Regions from separate parts of the Mus musculus genome. Here regions 1, 3, 4 and 5 are each linked to region 2. Evidence: chromatin contacts called from public HiChIP or PLAC-seq and promoter capture Hi-C data. All regions are on one chromosome and are shown on one strand. The core of a region is the stretch at or near the end of the contact, and the rest is flanking DNA. Distances in the headings are between cores, read along the strand shown. Region 1 overlaps Capn3 (calpain 3). Region 2 holds the start of Cdan1 (congenital dyserythropoietic anemia, type I (human)). Region 3 holds the start of Snap23 (synaptosomal-associated protein 23). Region 4 holds the start of Ubr1 (ubiquitin protein ligase E3 component n-recognin 1). Region 5 overlaps Ubr1 (ubiquitin protein ligase E3 component n-recognin 1).

What was found. HiChIP or PLAC-seq counts read pairs in DNA pulled down with a chosen protein or histone mark. Capture Hi-C pulls out chosen DNA fragments and counts their contacts.
Region 1: an H3K4me3 HiChIP or PLAC-seq map of the SCID.adh cell line shows a contact between it and region 2, with 9 read pairs. The contact joins the enhancer-like site here to the promoter of Cdan1 in region 2. A contact is called at or near these places in 5 of 484 Hi-C or Micro-C datasets (differentiating embryonic stem cells, double positive thymocytes, embryonic stem cells and 1 more), 10 of 115 datasets of contacts at active chromatin or transcription factors (the SCID.adh cell line, bone marrow-derived macrophages, effector CD8 T cells and 5 more) and 3 of 9 other capture datasets (adipose tissue, embryonic stem cells and liver).
Region 3: a promoter capture Hi-C map of adipose tissue shows a contact between it and region 2. The contact joins the promoter of Snap23 here to the promoter of Cdan1 in region 2. A contact is called at or near these places in 13 of 39 promoter capture datasets (the 3T3-L1 cell line, the C10 cell line, the HPC-7 cell line and 9 more), 14 of 484 Hi-C or Micro-C datasets (CD4 T cells, CD8 T cells, Th1 cells and 8 more), 6 of 115 datasets of contacts at active chromatin or transcription factors (the SCID.adh cell line, effector CD8 T cells, embryonic stem cells and 2 more) and 3 of 9 other capture datasets (adipose tissue, liver and pancreatic islet).
Region 4: a contact with region 2 is called in an H3K4me3 HiChIP or PLAC-seq map of embryonic stem cells, with 25 read pairs. The contact joins the promoter of Ubr1 here to the promoter of Cdan1 in region 2. A contact is called at or near these places in 16 of 39 promoter capture datasets (the 3T3-L1 cell line, 3T3-L1-derived adipocytes, the HPC-7 cell line and 11 more), 4 of 484 Hi-C or Micro-C datasets (CD8 T cells, Th1 cells and embryonic stem cells), 10 of 115 datasets of contacts at active chromatin or transcription factors (the 230-238 cell line, CD8 T cells, bone marrow-derived macrophages and 4 more) and 3 of 9 other capture datasets (adipose tissue, liver and pancreatic islet).
Region 5: a contact with region 2 is called in a FOXA1 HiChIP or PLAC-seq map of pancreatic cancer cells. The contact joins the enhancer-like site here to the promoter of Cdan1 in region 2. A contact is called at or near these places in 9 of 39 promoter capture datasets (the 3T3-L1 cell line, 3T3-L1-derived adipocytes, the HPC-7 cell line and 5 more), 6 of 115 datasets of contacts at active chromatin or transcription factors (the 230-238 cell line, CD8 T cells, embryonic stem cells and 2 more) and 3 of 9 other capture datasets (adipose tissue, liver and pancreatic islet).

The regions. Positions count from the first base shown.
Region 1 is chr2:120,493,921-120,497,988 of GRCm38.p6, forward strand. It overlaps Capn3 (calpain 3), which reads left to right. Exons shown (of 24, transcript NM_007601.3): 11 at 852-1,021; 12 at 1,316-1,327; 13 at 1,945-2,153; 14 at 3,058-3,094. Among named protein-coding and RNA genes, the nearest start is that of 4931402G19Rik, 27 kb to the left of the region's middle. Within about 2 kb of position 2,796, at least 14 of the 459 cell types and tissues checked have an H3K27ac peak or open chromatin away from gene starts, as enhancers often do. A contact at or near this core is called in the SCID.adh cell line, where this site is marked.
Region 2 is chr2:120,729,136-120,733,278 of GRCm38.p6, forward strand. It overlaps Cdan1 (congenital dyserythropoietic anemia, type I (human)), which reads right to left and starts at 2,382. Exons shown (of 28, transcript NM_026891.2): 1 at 2,277-2,382; 2 at 1,567-2,057; 3 at 1,164-1,370; 4 at 795-964; 5 at 554-667; 6 at 396-474. The coding sequence starts at 2,366. Ttbk2 (tau tubulin kinase 2) reads right to left here. Exons shown (of 16, transcript NM_001024856.2): 16 at 3,681-4,143.
Region 3 is chr2:120,565,246-120,569,637 of GRCm38.p6, forward strand. It overlaps Snap23 (synaptosomal-associated protein 23), which reads left to right and starts at 2,426. Exons shown (of 8, transcript NM_009222.3): 1 at 2,426-2,561.
Region 4 is chr2:120,968,919-120,972,698 of GRCm38.p6, forward strand. Ubr1 (ubiquitin protein ligase E3 component n-recognin 1) reads right to left here and starts at 1,797. Exons shown (of 47, transcript NM_009461.2): 1 at 1,604-1,797. The coding sequence starts at 1,684.
Region 5 is chr2:120,950,918-120,954,908 of GRCm38.p6, forward strand. All of the region lies in intron 4 of Ubr1 (ubiquitin protein ligase E3 component n-recognin 1), which reads right to left. Among named protein-coding and RNA genes, the nearest start is that of Ubr1, 18 kb to the right of the region's middle. Within about 2 kb of position 1,639, at least 19 of the 459 cell types and tissues checked have an H3K27ac peak or open chromatin away from gene starts, as enhancers often do. A contact at or near this core is called in pancreatic cancer cells and pancreatic islet, where this site is marked.

The sequences.
Region 1 (4,068 bases), core at 1,546-4,045, 230 kb before region 2:
ACATATATCTTCTTTTCAATGAGGAATTTTTACACAACCCCGTGTATAGGTGTATAAAATAGGTATGCAAATCAGACACTTACTGATAAATCATTAAGACATTTACTTGGGAGTCTGGGAGTGTAACACAGTTGATAGTTTGCTTGTCTAGCATGCATGAAGTCACACCCTCACACACATACACACAGAGAATAAAGCATGTATGGTGGCACATGCTTCTAATCCCAGCACGAAGGAGTCAGGAGAATTGTCACAAAAAATGAAAAGAAAATAAATTTATTTTATTTTAAAACAGTTCATGGTGCACATGTAAGTTTGCCATTTATTTTATGTTAATGAGATAGGTGCACTTGTTCGCTTTTGCTCAAAAAAATTAAATCTTGTGGAATATTAGATACCGTAGGACACAGAGCATCTTCTTTTTGGAATTGATGGATATTTTGATGTCATAATTGTCAATCTTGAGAATCCCATTTATATAAATAAGTAGTACGAATCGGCAGCAGTTCTTAGGGCCATTTCAGAAATTTCTGGGAATTCTGTCCTAATTCTAAGTCAAAATCCATTTAATGGGAACTGGCGAGATGACTCAATGGTAAAGAGCTCTTACTGCTCTTGCAGAAGACCTCGGTTCGGTTCCCAGCAATCACATGGTGGCCCTCTTCTGATCTCCATGGGCACCAGACATGCATGCGGTACACAGACATAGGCAAACCATCCATACACATAATTCAAAACCTTAACGTTACCCATCATAGGGAACAAAGGAGACCGGATCTCTGTCCTACTTTCCTTCCTGCCCTTTCTCATAGAGGCGTATCTGAACACGCATTTCCTTTCTTGGGTCACAGACACTTTCTGGACCAACCCGCAGTACCGTCTCAAGCTTCTGGAGGAAGACGATGACCCTGAGGACTCTGAGGTAATCTGCAGCTTCCTCGTGGCTCTGATGCAGAAGAACCGGCGCAAGGACCGGAAGCTGGGGGCCAACCTCTTCACTATTGGCTTCGCCATCTACGAGGTATGAGCGCCCCGGCTCCAGTACGGGAAACACCTTTCCAGCGGGGAGAACTTGGGAGTTTCCAACAGGGTCTTCTGGTTTTTCGTGTCCCCAGTGACCAACAGGGCTCCTGCTCTCAGGCTCACACATGTCTGTCACCAGTGTAAATACCACAGTTGCAGAAGGCAGGACGGAGCTGGCCGGGTGGTAGCAGGAGTTAGAGCCTACAGTCACTCTCATGTGTCTGGCATTCCCTTCTGCAGACTCTGTACCCTCATTTACATCAGAGATGTTCTTTTTCTATTTCGCTTCCAGGTTCCCAAAGAGGTATAGCAGTGGCAGCGGGCAGCCGTGGTGTGCAGCATTCCTTGGGGGTCCTAAGTCTGTCTGTGGCCCCCTAAGAAGATTCCTGGTAGGGTTGGTGATCGAGGCTGATAGGAGGGTACCACGCCCAGAATGCACGTTTTCTCCCTCCCACCAGGACACCCTGCACATCAAACACACAAACCTTCCCACACTTATTCTTTCATATTCATGCAAGTATACACTCTCAGAGGTGCGTTTGAAGGAGGCTGCCTCCTAGAATAGGAGAATCGCCTTCTTCAGAGCCCAGAGTCCTTCCCCATCTTTGGGGCACTTGTGAGCTTGAGGGATTTGGAATTGGGGATCATCAGTTCTGGTGAGTGGCCCTGCCAAGGGAAAAACATAGACCTGACCTTTATTTCTGAATCCTGCCCCCCCACCCCCTCCCCCCAAAAAGGAAGAGGAGGAAGTGAGCTACAGAATTTCTGTGATGTTCAGCAATTTGAGGCCTTAGGAACTGGAAGTAGGTAGGTAAGGACTGTGAAACGAATGACCAAAGAGTCAGGGCCCTTGGAGGGGACTATGAGCAGGTCCACACAACCTTCCCAAGGGGCTCAGTTCTTTTGGGTTCTTGTCCCCAGATGCACGGGAATAAGCAACACCTGCAGAAGGACTTCTTCTTGTACAACGCCTCCAAGGCCAGAAGCAAAACCTACATCAACATGCGGGAGGTGTCCCAGCGCTTCCGCCTGCCACCCAGCGAGTATGTCATCGTACCCTCCACCTACGAGCCCCACCAGGAGGGGGAATTCATCCTCCGAGTCTTCTCCGAAAAGAGGAATCTCTCTGAGTGAGTGGCAGCCTGGCTTTCCCCACCTACCGCTAAGAGGTCACTCATGTGGCCCATCCTATAGCCAGGAGGCAGCTGGACCAATTTCCTTCAGGTCTTTTGGGACACAGCCACAGGCTTTTGCCATTCTGTACTCTAGGACCTTTACTCAAGTTCCTTCAGTCCTTTCTTTGATTGCTTTTTACAGCACTGGAGTGCAATCCCGGGGCGCCACAGGTTTAACTAAACCTCCCAGGCTAGCCTTGAACTCACTCAGATTGGCCTCGAACCTTTGATCCTCCTACCCCAGCCTCCAGAGGAGTTGCAAGTATAGCCCTGTGGCACTAGAGCAGCTCACAAATACTCACTCCATTCATCCTGCAGATATGTTTTGAGCAGCCATTCTACCCCAGGACTCTTCCAGGCACTGGGGATCATGAAGTAAACAGGATCACAGAAACAGAAACAGAAGGGGCTCGGTGACTTCATGAAGGTTAACACTCAAGGGACAAGGGACGAAGAAACACACATTGCTTTATAGACACATTAGATTTATAGAAATGATAAGCAAGTGAGTGTAGTTGGAATGCACGGGAAGCCAGCCAGGCTTCATTTCAGCAGATGTACTGACAGACCCTGCCTCTCTGAGTTCTGTCCCTGGAAGAGGTGCTAGGCCTGTTGCTAGGTAGCTGGGCCATGCTTTGAGGGAGCTCTGGGCAACACCAAGGAGTAGCTGTGTGCCTGGGCTTTTTTGGGAATGGCATCTACATGAGGCTGGCTCCTGGGGTGGGTGTTTAGTCCCAGGCTCTTTTAGATTTAATCTCAAATCTTTGACCACAAAGAAGCCATGTGACCTGGACAAATTTGTGGGGGTGACTCCTGTTTGTTCCGGGGGATATTGAGATACCCTTTGTGTTTTTCGCAGGGAAGCTGAAAATACAATCTCTGTGGATCGGCCAGTGGTAAGTGGTTAGGCTCTTAACTATGAGAAGATATGGGGGTCACATTCCAGCCCAGGCAGGGGCAGTCAAGTGTGCATGGCAGAAGGAATGATGCTTCTGTTATAGAACCATTTTGCTGGTCAGAAGCAGGAGTGTGGAAGAGGAGAAAATATTTTATCAATTAGAGGAAGGCAGCTGGGTTTAGGAAGTGATGGCAAGGAAGGCTAATATTGGCTTAAGAGGTTGGATCGCATCTGATTTCTCACACAGAGAAAAGGGACTAGGTTCAGGACCCAGGGTCAGAACCTGGGTCATTCACCTTCCACCTTGGTGACTTGGTCAAGTTTACAGAACCCCTCTGACTCAGCTTTCTACTCTGTAAAATGGGGATAATCATAATCCCCTGGCCATGCTGGTGGAGTTTAGATCTATAAGCTCACACATGTGAAATGTCAGGTGTAGCATGTGCATCACAAGGGTATTTCTAGATATCCTTCATGACTGTGGCTTACATCATTTCTTCAAACATTTGGAGAAGAGGACGAGATGGATAAGGTTGTCATCCCAGCTTTTCACTCGAGAAGGTGGTGGCTCAGTGGGGTTAAATGGCTTCCTTGCACTCCTGGAGGCAGGAAGTGGCAGGTAGGGCAGCGGAGAAGTTTAGAGTCTCGTGTGTGTGTGTGTGTGTGTGTGTGTGTGTGTGTGTGTGTGTGTGTGTGTGTGTATGTGTGTGTGTGAGTGTATCAGGAGAGAGGGGTCGGTGTAATGGAGGAGACTCAGGTCTGCCATGGACCTTGTGGCTGTTCTCAGAGTGACTTGACCCAGGACAAACGCCCCACTGAGTGTCTTTCAGGTAGTGACTCCATGATCACAATGCTGGTTCCATGCTAGGGCTGGAGCCAGGTACCTTCCTAACAACTGCACATCTTATTTTAGGGTTGGGTGTGTCTTGCTCTTCCTCATCCTTTGGGTGCTGGAACAGCATAGAATATGTT
Region 2 (4,143 bases), core at 1,132-3,631:
TCCTTGCTTAGCACCAAACCCAGCTATTTATTTTTTTAGAGGATAAACTCAGCCTTGATACAAAATCAAATGATACAGATGGGCCAGGAGTTGTAGTGCATGCCCTCATTTCCAGAACTTGAGACGCACAGGCTGGAAAATCTATGCAGGTTTAAGGCCAGCTTGTTCTGCTTAGGGGATTCAAGGCCAGCAAGGGCTACATAGTATCACCCTGACTCAAAAACTAAACCAAACAAAACAAAACAAAAAAACCAAACCAACCACAATCTCCTCCCCCTCAACAAAAGGTTACAGGTAAGGTCTAGGGCAACTGTATCTATTAAGCAAAGGCATGCACATCCCACACGGCTAGAAACAGACATATAAGACTCAAATGTCACAGCTAGAAAACTCACTGAAACTGATGCTCCAAAACTTGCACTGCAAAGAAGACGCAATCATGGATGCTACGAAACAGGGGAGTGTCCAGGGAATCTAGGTCAACAACAAACCGTTAGTTAAGAACTGTCCCACCTGCAAACATCATTTCTCAAAGTGAGACTTGCTTACTGACCTAGGGCACCCTGACTTGATTCCAGGTCACTGTCCTTGGTGGCCACCATTCTCCGAGCAGTAAGGAGCTGAAGGACGAAGAAAAGCTCCAAGAAAAGGTTTGGTACTAGGTTCTCTGTTTATAAAGAGAAATGCCATACCATCGTACCACTGACAAGCAGGCCAAGGCTCTGCGCCTCCTCTACTCTCTTACTCTGTAGTTTGCAAGCATATCCACCGCAGCCCCCTTTGCGCTCACTCACCAGCAATGCAGGAGGAGTAGATAAGGGCTACCAGCTCCAGGCGCTGTCGAGAAGACACTCTGGCCGGGTCGGCAGGCTCTGCGGTGAGGTTTCCTGTCCTGCTGGGAACCGGAGACCCCGATTCTGGGATGGGAGAGGCTGGGGTAGGTGACTGCTGGAGTTGCTTGGTGCTATGTGAACAGGAGGAGATGTCATGATTAATCAGCCTGGCTTTACCAGCGACATTCACATTCAGGTTCTGCCAGAGAAGACATCAACAGCCCAAGAAGCAAACCCAGAATCCCGAAGGGAGAAATCAAGTTCAGGAAAAATCCCTGCAAGTCCCGCATAAGGAGGAAGTTGACATCCCAGGTGGCGGCAAAGCCATACCGCGCCTTCCTGAGCATCTCCCGCTCCTCTTGCAGACTTCTGCACCCTGGGGGAAGGCCAAGGCCCCAAGGGCTAGTGTCCAGGGTTGAGGGTTGGGAACTGGGGACACAGCTGATTGGGGGTGAGGTGAAGCAGGTCTTGGGCTTGGACAGTGACCGCTCTTCGCTCACCGGAGTTGGGTTGATCCTTCGAGAAGGCTTCGTTCTGCTGAGAGTAGTCACAGTTTTTTGTTTTTTTCCAATTTTCTATCTTCAAGCATCATTCCATCCATAACAGTTGGGCCCCTTTTAAACCCTCCCCCATTGTGGTTTCTTCACCCTCAACCTTCTAACCATCGCGCACTCTACTGTGGGGCACCAAGCTCGGCTTTAGCGAACATCTTGCAATAAGGACCGATTCTCACCCTGCAGAGCCCGGAGGAACGGTGCCTACGGGAGGGAACTCCTCCAAGTTGCTGAGGTTTGGCGGATCAGAGAGCGACAGTCTGGGGCTGCCAGGGCTGCCTGAGCCCTTAGGCTTCCGGCCTCCGGCCCAAGGCGGGCTCTCGCCACTCGCCCCCTCCTCCGCGGCCCCGGAGCCCCGACCGCCTCGTTCGCGGGACGGCCCCGGTCCCGGACCCCGCCTGCGGCCCGCACGGCGGGCCAGAGGTGCCTCGGCGGCGGCGCTGAGGGGCTCGGCTGCAGGGAAAAGCTGGCTGCGCGCCCCACGGCCACCCCGTGCCGGGGCCCCCTGCCTCGCTGGCAAGGCTGCCGAGGCGACTGGGGTCTTGGCGGGGGTTGAGGGGCCCTGCGGGAGGACCCGGCTGCTCTGCTCCCTCAGGAAGTTCAGCAGGAACGGCACGAATTCCTTCCGCAGAGGCCGAAGTGCGCTCAGAGCGGCCACCTCGGAGCTATCCTGAGGAAGAAGCAGAGGTCGCGGGGCGAGAGCGTCAGCTGACAGCGCGGGCCGTCAGCGGCTGAGGCCGCAGGGTGGGCGGCCCGGCAGCGGCGCGCAGAGGAGCGAGCGCCCTTGGCGCGGGCCGTCAGGCAGGGCAGGCTGGGAGAAGGGACTGAAGCATCATCCCCCGCGGGAAGCACATTCCAGGCAGGCTTGAGGGCGTGTCCGCACTGTTACCTCCGAACTCGGGGTGCTGCGCGCGATCCACCGCACGGCGGCTGCGACCGGCACCTCTTCGCGCAGCAGCGACTCTAAAACGGCCGCCATCCCTGTGCAGGCGCTCTGAGGCTACTGAGCAGGCGCACTCGCGCCACGGGCAGCCGGGAGGGGCGGAGCCGGCGACCGGGATCGACCGTTGGACGACGGGGCGGGTCCTTGAGGGGTGGGGCTCTGGCGGCCCGGGAAGATCTGCCCAGCCAGCCAGGCCTGCAGGGCGGCGAGGCGCCTTTCTCTGATTTCCTGGCCCCTGGAGCAATGTGATAAGATGAACTGCCTGAGGAGACCCGGGTCTGAAAGAGGGACCAGACAGGAAAAGTGACCAACTCTAAGAGACCAGCCTATGAGACCAGACACCTGTCATAAGCACAGCCTTAGACCATGACTGTAGAGCTTTTTGAGTCACTCCCTCCTCAACCAAAATAAAGTGAGTAACCTTGTGTTTTGACCTTTTTGTTTTTTCTGAGACATGATTTCTCTGTATAGCCTGGCCACTCTGTAGACCAGGCTGACTTCGACCTCATAGATTATCTTGCCTTTGCTTCCGGAGTGCTGGGATTAAAGGGGTGCGCCCGGCCTACTTAGCTCCCCACCCCTTCCCCTCTTTTACTCAAAAGGCTGACTCTTTACCATTGGCCAACTTTTTCATCAACTGACAATTGAGGACAGAGTTCATGCTGAGGCATGTTATAAAATCATCAAATGTCCATCAGACTTGTATTGAATCCCTTACGTATTGTATTAAAGAGTTTACAGCAGGGGAATATCTCAACTTCTTTTACTTGAGAGGTCAGGATTCATGATTAGCTTCTGGAAGAGTATGGCATTCCTAGACACACTCCCCCGACCCTCCTCCACACACACTGGCTGGTTAACCCTCTGGCTACACTTCCTGTCAGGTCCCTTATTTTGAAAAATATAATAGGCTTTCGGATGATACTCCTTAGTAAAAGGAAAGAAAAAAAAATCAAGATATAGGATCTATAGTTTCCTCCAAAACAAAGTAGCAGTGTATTGGCCCTGTGTTCCTCTCATTCAAAGGAAGACCACTTGGTGATAGGCAGTAGATGGAGCAGGAATCCCTCTAGCATACTGCCAAGGAGAAGAAAAGGGAGTTTTGAAAACTTAATTCTGTGCTGGATTTAGTGGATGCTTGCAATCCCAGTGCTTGGCAGGCAGAGACAGAAGAATATCAAAGTCAGCTTGAACACGCACGTCAGACCCCTGAACCCTGGTGTTCACCTAGCGTCTAAGTTAGCCAAAATGGCCTTCTCTTGGTTGTCTGTCACTTCTGTAACACTTTAGTAGTTTAGGAAATAGTTTTCACTTTTTGAAATCCAAACCATCACACAAATAGCACTAAAGTTTGCATGCGGACTGAATGTTTTATTACTAGATTATAAAAATAAAATACAAAATAATTTTAAAACAGAACTTAAAACACTGTACAAAGCTTTAATATGGTACAAATGAGAAAATTAAATAAATAATTACACTTTTATGTACAGATGGCCTATACAAAAGCACTGCATGTTTTTCAATACTCTATGCCCATGGTTGCCTGAGCAAAAACACATAAAGGGAAGATGCTTGAAGGAGAAAGGATACAATGTAACACATTGAAAAGAACTTCAAAGAGCAATTTCGCATCTCATTAAGAGGAGGACAGCAGAACATTGACTTATTTCTCTTGTTCAGTAAGAGAATTCGGGTTATGACTAAGTTTGATAACATTTGCCAGTAATAATTTATGAACTCATTATATCTAATACAAAATGAGATGTGCCTCCTTTTCTGAAAAACTTGGAATCTGTAAATAAATGATCTG
Region 3 (4,392 bases), core at 1,176-3,675, 160 kb before region 2:
TTGGCCCTGGCGTTCCCCTGTTCTGGGGCATATAAAGTTTGTGTGTCCAATGGGCCTCTCTTTCCAGTGATGGCCGACTAGGCCATCTTTTGATACATATGCAATTATCCCAATCCTAACTGTATTCAGCCATATATTTTCTCTCTCCCTGCCCTCAAGAAATGATTTAAGAAAGACTAACAAAACAAACTTCTGAGTTCATTGCTACAGGCCTTAATAGTGCTTATCTCTGTCTATCACATTCTACAACACCCCAACGCTTCTCAATTTCCTTAAAGTTGCAGCCACTTTTCTAATCAGCAAAGGGTCCGTTTCTGACTTCCCAGAAAAGTTAACTTCCTGTTTCTAAACATACAGGCTTACAAATAAATTTTGTCATTATCATTGAGAATACTCCTCCTTCCCCCAACTCTGTGAGGGTTAGTCTCTCTTCCATGAATGTTCCTTTCTGCTTAGTGTCTTGGGTTTTATATATATGTATATCTATGTATTTGTGTGTGTGTGTATGGCAACATGCTTCACCCAGTGCTCATATAGAGAAGTCAGAGGACCTGCAACTATATGGAATCAAAATTAGGGATCAAAATCAACGAGGCCCTTAGGCTTGAGAACTAGTGCTTTATTTGCTGAGCCTTCTTGGCAGCCTCAGCCCTCTCGGCTTTATTGTTTGAGGCAGGGTCTCTGGTTGCTAATGTTAACCTCAACATCACTATATTGTCATAGTCGGTGATGATTTTGTATTTCTAATCTGCCTCTCCACCTCCTGATGCTGAGATTATGGGTTTTAACCACTATCTAAACCTCCTATCAGTATTGATTTTTTTTATTATATTTTATTTGTATGGGTATTTAGCCTGCATGATTGTCTGTGTACCATCCTTGTATATGTGCCTGTGGAAGCCAGAGGAAGGTTTGGATCCCCTGGAACTGGAATTACAGATAGTCGTGAGCTACCTACCAGGTGGGTGTTGGAAACTGAGTTTATGTCCTGTGGAAGAACAGCTACCTTTCCAGCCCATAATTTTATTTATTTACTTTTGAGACAAAGAATTACTTTGTAAACTGGGCTGGCTTCAAACTCACAAAGATCCCCTTTGGTGCCAGGATTGTCGGTGTACACCACCAACTCTCATCTGAGGTTTGACTACTGAAGCTCTAACCCAATCACGATCTTTACTCAACCTCACCCTTGATTTTTTTTTTAATTCAACTGTTTCTCTCATCTGGGTTTTTTTTTTTCCTCCTGTCTTCATCCTAACAAAATAAAAACGAATAAGATACATTATTCTTCCTTTTCCTCTGACAAAAGCCAAAGTTTCCAAAAGCATTTTATAATGTCCCCATGTCTCTCTCTTCTCCAAACTATTGCAATGTCTGTCAACTATCACCAATCCCTTGGTATTAAATTCAAATGATATTTCTCAGACTTCTTCTATCTCTTAAGAAGAGGCTATTTCTATGAAATAGTTTTTATTCCCTATATTGCCAGCTTTTTATTTATTTATATATATTTTTATTTATATATTATTTATTTGTTTTGCTTTACTCTTAGAGATGCTTGGAAGAATTTTTGGGGCAAGTTGTTTAAAATCCTTCAGTAACTCAATGGGTATAAAACGAATCCTAGGTTTATTATTCCAAATTTTACAAGACCTTTAAAGATCTAGCTTGATCCTCAGCCCTGATGGCGGTGGTCTCGGGGCTAAAAGGGCTCTTCCATTCTCCCCCCCAACCCAGTGATAGACTGTACTCTGAAATAGGATCTCACTAAGTTATCAGTTTGGCTTTACATTCCAGAGGTCAAGTGATCCTCCAGCCTCAGTTTCTGATAGCCTGAGGATTACACAATGTGAGCTACCACGTCTTCACATTTTCTTTTGTCTCAGAAAGCGAACTCTTAAACTTCTAACAAGAAACTTCCAGAAGGCGCTGCGTTGTTGTTGTTGTTCCCACTGCCTGGAAAACTCTTTATCTCGTAGACTTCCGAAGTACTCCTACTTATCATATCCTTCGTGACTTTAAGAGTAACTTCCTGTGTCAATCCTTCAGACATTCCTCAAAATAAATGTTTTGTTCATTGTTGGCCAAAGCTGCTTCGGAATTCCTGTGACCGTATTCTGTTAACTGAAAGGTATTTACGCATCTATTTCCCTGGTTTAAACGGGCCAAAACACCCTGTAGACTTTGGCAGTCGCGAGTTTTTCCTAGTCTTTCAAACACTAAAGCGTCCCGTGCAAGGCTGCCTTCAGGGATGATAGTTGGAAGAACTCCTCCCGGGGAGAATCTGTAGGGTTAACGGGTGACTTCCCAGGATCTCCGCCTGCGTGGCAGGAGATTTAACACCCTCTCCGCGGCGATTGGCTCCAGTGGTAGAGGTGTGTCTGCCCCGCGGCGCCCTGCGACTGCGCAGGCGCACAAGTCCTCCGGGCGCATGCGCGCGAGGGAGCGCGCACCCTGTCCGATCTTCTAGAGTCCGAGAACTGTGGAGGCTGGAGAGGAGTGGCCGGAGCCGCCGGGTGAGGCTTCTGGAAAGTAGCTGAGGGAACTAGTCAGCGGGACAGGTAGGATGATATCCCAAGGAGAAAAAGGGTGGTGGTGGTGGTGGTCCAACGTTTTGGGGGTCGGACTTGAGGGGAGAAGAGAGCTCCGGCCAGTCCTTGGTGGATTGGGCCGAGAAGGAGATCGCCAGGCGTTGGCGACCAGCGCGAGCCCTCGCAGGAAGGGAGGCGCTATGGTGGTGCCCTGGACTTGGGTGGTTCGGCTCCTCGTCCCTCACCTTCAGCCTCACGATGTTTCTCGTTAGTATTAACAGACTGTCTGGCTGGTGGCCCTAATGAACACATAGTTCTGAAATGGTTGTTAGAAGAATGACCCCGAGGGTCCTGGCGTTGCAGGCTCCACTGTCTAGGAAATTCCCTGCTTATCTTGAGGCTTCCCCGTGGGAAAGCGCCAAGAATATGGTCAGTCAAAAGATGATTTTTTTTTTCCTCAATTCGGTTTGTGTGTGAGGAAAGTATTTTAAAGTACTGTTACACTTCTTTCCTTCGTCCTTAATCATTAGTCACTGCACTATTTGGAAAAGCAAACTGGCGGTAGAGGAAGCGAAAAACAACCGAGTTGAGGAAAAAGATCTTTCCTTTTTGCTGTTTGTCATTTGGGTAGGTTTGGGCTGGGGGCACGGATGGGATTGCAGAAGAGTTTAGAAACTGGCAGCTTTTGACAAGTGTTCTCAGAAAATAGTATAGTTTCTTACTTGAAGAAAATAAGTATCTTACTTGTGAAAATAGTATAGTTTCTTACTTGAAGATATTTTTTAAGGATCGAAATAACTTCATTTGCCCTGCTGCCTTTTAAGAGGGTTTTGAGATATCCTGGTAAAATGCTAGTAGTTCAGTCATAGCAAGGTAAAATAGATCCTTCTCACGTTCTTCTTTTTCTTGGAAAATACTATGCATAAATTCTGTGAGGCCCTGGGCAGTAGTGGTGCACACCTTTAGTCCCAGTACTTAGGAGACAGAGGCAGATGGATATCTGTGAGTTCGAGGTCAGTTTGGTCCAATGAGGCATTACTTGTTAAAGCATTTTTTTTTTAAAAGACATGATCTCACTATGTAGCTCAGGCTGGCCTGGAATTCAGAGATCTGCTTGCCTCAGTCTCTCAAGTGCTGAAATTAAAGGCATGCACACACACACACACACACACACACACACACACACACACACACACACACACACAAAGCTTAAGTCCTTTGAAGTTCAAATTTGTGAAAGCTGTTTCATGACAAAGTAAGAAAAGTTAGTATTTCTGTTACTGGCAAAGTTGATGCCCAAGGAATTCCCTGAGCACTTGTTATTTGTTCTTTTGGTGAGAGGTTATGCGAAAGAATACATTCAAGTAGATAATAGCAAATTGGAAACACTTTCTTACCATGCTTCTGGGACAGGCCATATTAAAGTAAGTTAAATGATTAAACTTTGCCTGTACCTTAAATAATTATCATTCTTAGCAGGACTTCTTGTTTCATTTTGCTTTTTAGGTGGCTTCTTGTTGGGGGTGGGGTCTCCTTTCTACATTGTAGCAACCATAAAACCAAGTGAGACTGGGCCAGAATTGGGAGTGGGTAGCTGGAGTCCCAGGTGAGTATCTAGTGACACCCTGTCCTCTGTCAACAGGCCCCAATCCTGAGAGTCTTTTGTGAGTAATTCCAGTTGTTCTGATTAAGATGGTAATGCTTATTTATGCTCTGAGGACAGTGCTCCATAATCACATATTTAATACTTCTGAGACGGGGTTATATAAGCCAGCCTCAGCAACCTCATGAAACCTCATCTCAAAACAACAATTAAACAATAGACCTATATTAAATATATGTCTCCCAGTTAGTTCTCTCA
Region 4 (3,780 bases), core at 547-3,046, 240 kb after region 2:
TCTTTGAAGACATGTTTGTTACAGATTCCTGCTCAATTTCTATACCATTTTTCCAATTCCAAAGTAATGGATGTTTTATGGTTTTATTAATGGGGTTTTACAGTGCTAGTGGGAAAGAATTAACATAGCAACGATTTAAATAAACATTACTCATCTTTGGCAATAGGAAACTACAACTATTCTGACTATAACGCACTAGATTACAAACAAACAAAAAAAGCACATGATTCTATCTATGAATCTTTTTTTCTATTTTTGTTTTTAGATGGAGTTTCACAGTCTAGTCCGGGGTTTGCCTGGAACTCCTGAAAGTAAATGATCTCTCTATCTTAACCTATAGCTCAGAAGAAGAGCCCTTGCCTAGCATGCATAAGGCCTGGAGTTTTCTCCCTAGCACTAAAAAAACCAAAACCAAAACCAACCAAACAAACAAACAAACAAACAAACCAGTTTATCTACTTGGAAACATTTTCTAGCTGTTTTCATCTAAGCTACATTACCAGTGGTGAAGTGAGTTTCAACTGCTTTTTGGGATGGAGGAGGAAGACTGCCAAGTGCTGATCTAGTGCATATAGTCTTATTCCAACTCTGTCCCTGATGGTTTTTTATCTTACAGACATTCTCTCTAGTCTCCGTGGTTGACTTATTTCTGAGTCATTCTCTTGTCTCATAAAATAATGTTCTAGAGTCTGCTGGGGTAAAGTAAGCCAAGAATGAGTTTATTAAAACTACAAACAACTTCACTAACAGGTATGTGTATATACAATGGGTTTGCGTGGGTGCGGGTATGTTTCCCACACTTTTCCATATGCAGCTATAGACAAACTGATAAAACATGTTGTGATCAATAGTGAGTACTTCCTAAGGACCTCCCTCCCTTCTAGTTATCTGAAGGGACCACATCAGAACATTTGTGAACATTACCCCACCTTTCAGCCTACTCTGTTCGTATTCTCCACGCAGCCAGACTGTTGACTCAATTTTATTCTACCTCTCCTTTCTCAGCCCTTCAAAAATCTAATAGCCAAGTATAGATTCCAGTATTCTCTCGTTTGAAATGTCCCTTCTCATATATAAAAGGCATGACAAATGACAAATTTCCCTCACTGGGGGCCAGATCGAAGGTTCTCAAGACGCTGCAATAATGGATATCTGGCCATGCCTTGCCAGCCGCAACACTCACTGCCACTATCAAGTCCACCCGACAATGCTATATCACACCAGGTGCTGGTCCGGGTCCCGATGCCTATCAACAAGAGGGGTCAGCAATGCGTCTACCGAAAAATGGCCTTCTCCAACCTCATCTCAGCTCCTACATCAAACCCACCTAAATGTGCACGAGTTCTTTCTACTTCAAAATAGAGACATGCGTGTCTGAGCACGTTGAGACTTAATAGATGACAGTCATTAAACTCCGTAGACCTGGCTGGCAGGAATGTGTGTAGGAGACGACTAACTTTATCGGGGGAGGGAGGGTCGATCCTTCAATCCTAGGACTCCCCTTCCCCAGTGCCGCCATAGAAAGCGGAGCCCCAAACCCTCCCAGGCGCGGTGGGAAGCTGTTGGTGGAGAGGACAAAAGGCGCTAGCAGATGAAGACTCACCGATGCCGGCCGCTGCGGGGCCAGGGGAGGCTCCGGGCTGACGTCCATCCTCTCGGCGCCGTCCATCTCTTCGTCCGCCATCTTAAGGGAAACGAACGCCCGCAGTTCCCGACCCCCGGCCGCCAGCTAGCGGAAACCTGTGGCCGGCCCGACGCGACAGGGACGACACTTTTACGACGGCCCCTGAAGTCAGGTTTGTCGCAGCACCCGGAGCGGCTTCCGGTCGGCTTCCCGGAAGCAGGCTGCCGACCTGCCAAGCCGGAGGTTTCCGCCCCTGATGGTTAGTTAGCCCTGCTCCACCAGGGCTGATCCCCGAGGGAAGACCTCACAGCTTTGTCGCCATCCCTTAACCCCGGGGCAGGGGTGGTGAGATGACAAAACCGAGAAACCTAGTCCATCCGTCGGTAAGGGAAGACAAACTGAATACATCCCCGTTATGGAATACCCCATGAAAAGAACAAGGTAGATGTACGGAAACATCGAGGGGAAACTGTTGCCACAGACTACAAATTCCTGCATTTGTGCATCTATGCATAGTGCGAAGGAATAGCTCTGAACCAAGAGAAAACACCCAAGGCCAAGACCAGGGTTGGAGGACAAAGGTGATAAAGAGCTAATTTAGTGTCCTCTGTTTTTGTTTTTGTTTTTTGTTTAGTTTGGTTTAGTTTTTACGAAACGAATAATAGCCTCCAATACCACGCATTCCTCCTACCTCTGCATTCCAAGTGACAGATGTCAGCCACCTGGTCCCTTTTTAAATTTATATATATACTTTAGCGACTTGTGTCTGTGTCTCTCTCTCTCTCTCTCTGTGTGTGTGTGTGTGTGTGTGTGTGTGTGTGTGTGTGTGTGTGGATCATGTTTAGAGATCAAAGGACAATTTGAGGGGATTGGTTTTCTACCATCTCACCTGCCATGGAAGTGGGTTTTGTTTTGTTTTTGTTTTTGTTTTGTTTTGTTTTTTTGTTTTTGTTTTTGAGACAGGGTTTCTCTGTATAGTCCTGGCTGTCCTGGAACTCACTTTGTAGACCAGGCTGGCCTCGAACTCAGAAATCCGCCTGCCTCTGCCTCCCAAGTGCTGGGGTTAAAAAGGTGTGCGCCACCACCACCTGGCTTTTTTTTTTTTTTAGATCTGTAAGGTCAAATTTTCTTCACATACACCAACCAAAGCAACACATGACTGACTATAGATAGAGGCAGAACTAAAACACACCTACCCTTCTATTAAATTGGAACTTAAGAAATTTGGAAATTCTCACATTTTGGATAACATTTGTTTACCGAGTTAATTTTCATTTTAAATGCTGTTTATGCCTGGTGTAATGGCACCCACCTTTAAGCACTCCAGAACCAGAGGCAGGTGGATCTCTGAATTCAAGGCTAGCCTAGTCTACTCCAGAGCTATGTGGTGAGACCCCATCTCAAAAAGAGAAAAAGAAAGGAAAAATGTTTAAGATGTTATATTGTTTACATGCCTGTAAGCCGGCATGGGTGACTTACAGCTGTAACGTCAGCTAGCATTTGAGAATATGAGGGTTCTTCCAAGTTGGAGGCAGCAGAACTATATAGTTCCAGATCAGTCTAGCTGCCGGTGAGGTCCTGTCCCAAAACAACAAAAAGCAGAACATGTTGGGTTACATGAAGCCCTGCATAGAAACTTTTAAGCTAGTTAAAAGTTTTCTCCATCTTAAATTGTTATTAGTAAATATTGATAGGAACCATTTGTACAAAAGATTCTTGGGGAGGGGCAATAATTTTAAGGAGTTTAAAGTGATCCTGAGAAAATAAAGTTTGAGAAACGCTGTTGTTGTTTTGTTCTTTCTATCTTGAGAAGACACATTGTTGGGTGAAAAATCAAGTGACTGTTTTTTGAGGGGAGAGCATGAGGCATAAGGCTGAGCTTGTGACTCATTGTAAAGGGCTTATCACACACACACACACACACACACACACACACACACACACACACACACAAACCAATAATAATAAACGCACCTGTAGGGCGCTCGCAAGATGGCTCAGTGGTTAAGAGCACCGATTGCTCTTCCGAAGGTCCCGAGTTCAAATCCCAGCAACCATATGGTGGCTCACAACCATCCGTAACAAAATCTGATGCCTTCTTCTGGAAGATCTGAGGACAGCTACAGGGTACTTACATATAGTAAATAAATAAATCT
Region 5 (3,991 bases), core at 389-2,888, 220 kb after region 2:
TTCTCACCAATGGTCTGTAAGTTTGGTTTTACTCCCTCTTCAACAAGTCACCTTCTCTGAATAGTGTGCCCAGAGGTCTTTGTTAAAGAGAGACCTTGTCAAAGGCGCTACTGTCCACACTGGAACACAACAGTCCTGCTCCTCCTTTACCTCCCTCACATCTTCTTCTTACCATTCATAAAAACATTCTCAGGTGAAGAATTGGAAAAACTCTTCTGCTTCTACCTAGTGCTTAGGAAAGAATTTTTCAAGAAAGGCATTTGCATCTTAGAAATAAACCCAACTGGGACAAGAGAACCAGAAGTTATAAAAACAATGAAAAAAACCAAAACAAGAAAATAAACAACAGAAATACGGGAGAACTTGCTTTTCCTTTCATCTTAAAGGAGCCTTTCTTCAATGCTCCACAACTCGCTTCCAGCGCTATTAGTTAGGTCTGCTTATGTTTGGTGATGCTCCACTAAGCTTGGCACAATTCCATGTGCCTGGCAGAATCTGGATAGCACACTCACCAAGGCAGAGGGAATAAAGGCTGAAATCACAGTGCTGCAGGAGCTAGCGTGCTACCTAAAGCCGTCCTCTCCCACCTCCAGATAAGCAGTTCCAGAATACTGATTACTTTCCCAAAATAAGTTTAAATCCAAAAATGTCCAAGATCAGATTTGAGACTGAATTCAGATTTCTAAAAATAAAGCTAGCTTCCTGGATACGTGAGACATGGCTTTACCACTAGCTCTTTGGAGGCTAAGTAAGGCTGATCTCTGTGAGTTCCAGGCTAGCCACGGCTACATAGAGGCCCTGTCTCAAAATGAATGAATCTAGCACAATTCTCACCCCCCTCCACCTAAGCATTTTATTGTTTTCTATCAAAATGAATTAAACATCTCCCATTCCATCTCCTAAAAGGCATTGCTCATATGGCCAATCAAAAATATTTGTTAAATATATTAAACAAAAAAAGCAGACATTTTACTGTTGCTTGTTTATTTCAGTGCAAATAGTAGTAAACAGATACAAGCCCAGCAATTGGAAGGCTCTGCTTGGGAGGAACCTGAGTTTCAGGCCAGCTGTCTTAAAGAGCAACAAGCATACAAACAAAAAAAGACTAGAAATCTTTGTAAACTGTACTAAAGTTTCTCATTTCTTTTTGGTTAATTTTCTTGAGTTCTTGTTTTGTTTTGTTTGTTTATTGTTTTGTTTTGTTTTGGCTTACAATCATGACTACATCACTTTGTTCTTTGTAATATTTACATATCTTAGCTCAGTCGAGTTCATCTGATTGACAGTTCTTCCAGAACAGGGTCAACAGAAGGATTCTGAAACATTGAGCTCCAATGTAGATGAATTATAATCCAATGGCATGGCTGCCCTGGCAAGGGATCACATCCAAAGACCTAGGTCTGTATGATCCAGCTGGAATGTAGACATGCCACACACTTTTAACCCTTCTGGCTGGAATACAGACAATCCCTTAGCACACACCAGTATGTTTGTAGAAGGAAGAGGCCATGTTTGAAAAGTGGCTAATTGAGGAGTAAACAAAGTAATGAATCAGAGAAAGATCTGACAGAATGAGTCAGAAATAGGATACTCCCAATTCTTAAGAGGAAAGAGACGCACATGAAAGAGAAGCAATTTAAGAGGAGCCCAGAGACAGAGAAGGAGTCAGTTGGGAGTGCACTGAGTGCACTGAGTGCAGTGCAGAGAGTACAGTGCAGTGAGTATGGTGACTGCAGTGCAGTGAGGGCAGTGAGGTGAGTACAGTGCAGTGAGTGCACTGAGTGCACTGAGTGCAGTTCAGAGAGTACAGTGCAGTGAGTGTGGTGACTGCAGTGCAGTGCAGTGCAGAGAGTACAGTGCAGTGAGTATGGTGACTGCAGTGCAGTGAGGGCAGTGAGGTGAGTGCAGTGCAGTGAGTGCACTGAGTGCACTGAGTGCAGTGCAGTGGAGCTGAGTTCTTCCCTGAGTCCATGCAGTACAGTACAGGGCAGCAGAGGCAGCTGAAGACAAAGAATAAGAGGGAGCCAGAAGATTAGAACAGATTGCCAGAACAAAAGGTTGTATCTAGGGATGGGAATTGCCAATGAAAGTGCAAGCCCAGCAAAAGAACGCCAAAGACAGCACCACAACACACTCCCACAAACTCACAACACCAACACAAAGATAATGACCTAACTAAAAGGCTTAAGGATTTCAAAGTCTAGTTTTAAAAACAGGATCAACAACCATACACAGGAATTCTATAAACAGGTTAAGAAGTCAGTTAGGATCAACACAAGAAAGTTATGAAACAGATGAAAGTATCAGTAATTTTGAGAGAAAATTAAGGGAGAATTTGGCAAGGAAACATGCAAAAAAAGAGCCAAACCAAATTCTGGAAATGAAAGAAAAAAACCAAAGTCACAGCAGACCAGGACCAAGGGCTAAGGACTAGTTCCAGAGGGGGGCACCAGTTGGGACAATAACACATACAGGCTTACAGAAAGAAAAAAAAATTATGAAGATAACCAAAACTTCCAAGAAGTCCGGGATACATCAAGAAATCTAACCTAGAATCCATGGCCTAGCTTAAGGAGTTATGGCAAATCATGTAAAGAGGCTTAGACAAACTATTTTTTAAATTATAATTAAGAATTTCCTAGAGAAGAATTTCTCCACGGCATATTTAAATTAAAACAAACTAAACAAACAAAAAACACAAAATACTAATATCTGTAAAAGAACACACTAACTCACATTCAGAGGCAGAAAGATCAGAACAACATTAATCTTTCATTAGCAGTCCTCAAAGTCAGAAAAAGTATGGCCCTGAAACTGTCAACCAAAATTGCTATCCTTCCCTGAAAAGTTATCTATTAAAGTTGACAGAGAAATAAGAGTATTCTAGCACAGGAATTTCTTAGAGAAACTGTTATCACCAAGAAATTCACATAACTAGCAAAGACATCCAAAAACTGGGAGTCAAAATTTAGAAATAAGCCCACCAATCAAAGGGAAATTATAAACAAGCTGGTGTAGCGATTCTTGTATCTGAATGAGAATCCCCATATATTAAGAAAGGGAACAATTAAGAGATTATAACTATTGTAAATAATCTATGCACCAAATCTCAGAGCCACTTATCTCATAAAGCAAATTTTAAAGGCTTACCAGGCCATATAGGAACATTCACAACAACAGTGGGAGACTTCAATAACCAACTCTAACACCTAGAGAGGTCTTCAAACAAAGGCATCAGAGAGCATCATCTGGCCCTAAGATGTGGTCAGTGCTTACGAGGAGATCTAGAATCATTCAAAGGGCACACAAAGTATGTATTCCTTGAAACTTTCCATGGTTTATCTATGAAACTGTCTGGACGCGGTGTCTGGAAAGAAATACTATATTGTGACTATTATGTCAAGTAGTTTAATGGTTACCTACCAAGTATTCCCTTGGCTTGTTTTGAATGGTACTTTGCATTGTCTGATAAAACAATTCATTTTTATAGCTGGATGTAGTGTTCCCTATACTTGAGAGGCAGAGATGGGAGAATCTCTGTGAATTCAAGGCCGTGTATATATAGCAAGTTCCAGGACAGCCAGGGCTATGTAGTGAGACCCTATCTCAAAAAACAAACAAACAAACAAACAAAAAAACCCCAACAATTCATTTTGATGTCTATTAGCTGAGACCTCTTCAGCATTTTGGGGTTCCCACAGCTCATCTGTATCTGTGGTCCTATAGTTTCTTCCTACCTCACATCTAAATAGCTATGTCTGAACTTCCTCAAGTCCCGTTCTTGACTAGGATGCATCCACTGAGTCTATTTGTCTTTTTCCTTTAAGAAAGCAATTACTGAATCATGTGTTCATTCTGCTTTCAAATTCTTTACATTCTGTTTTTATCTACTAACAACTTCTTTTTGTTCTTTTGGGGCCCTGCATTATTCTCCCACCCTCTACCCCCACTCATGCAGACTCTCACTCTCACTCTGTCTCTGTCTCTCCCT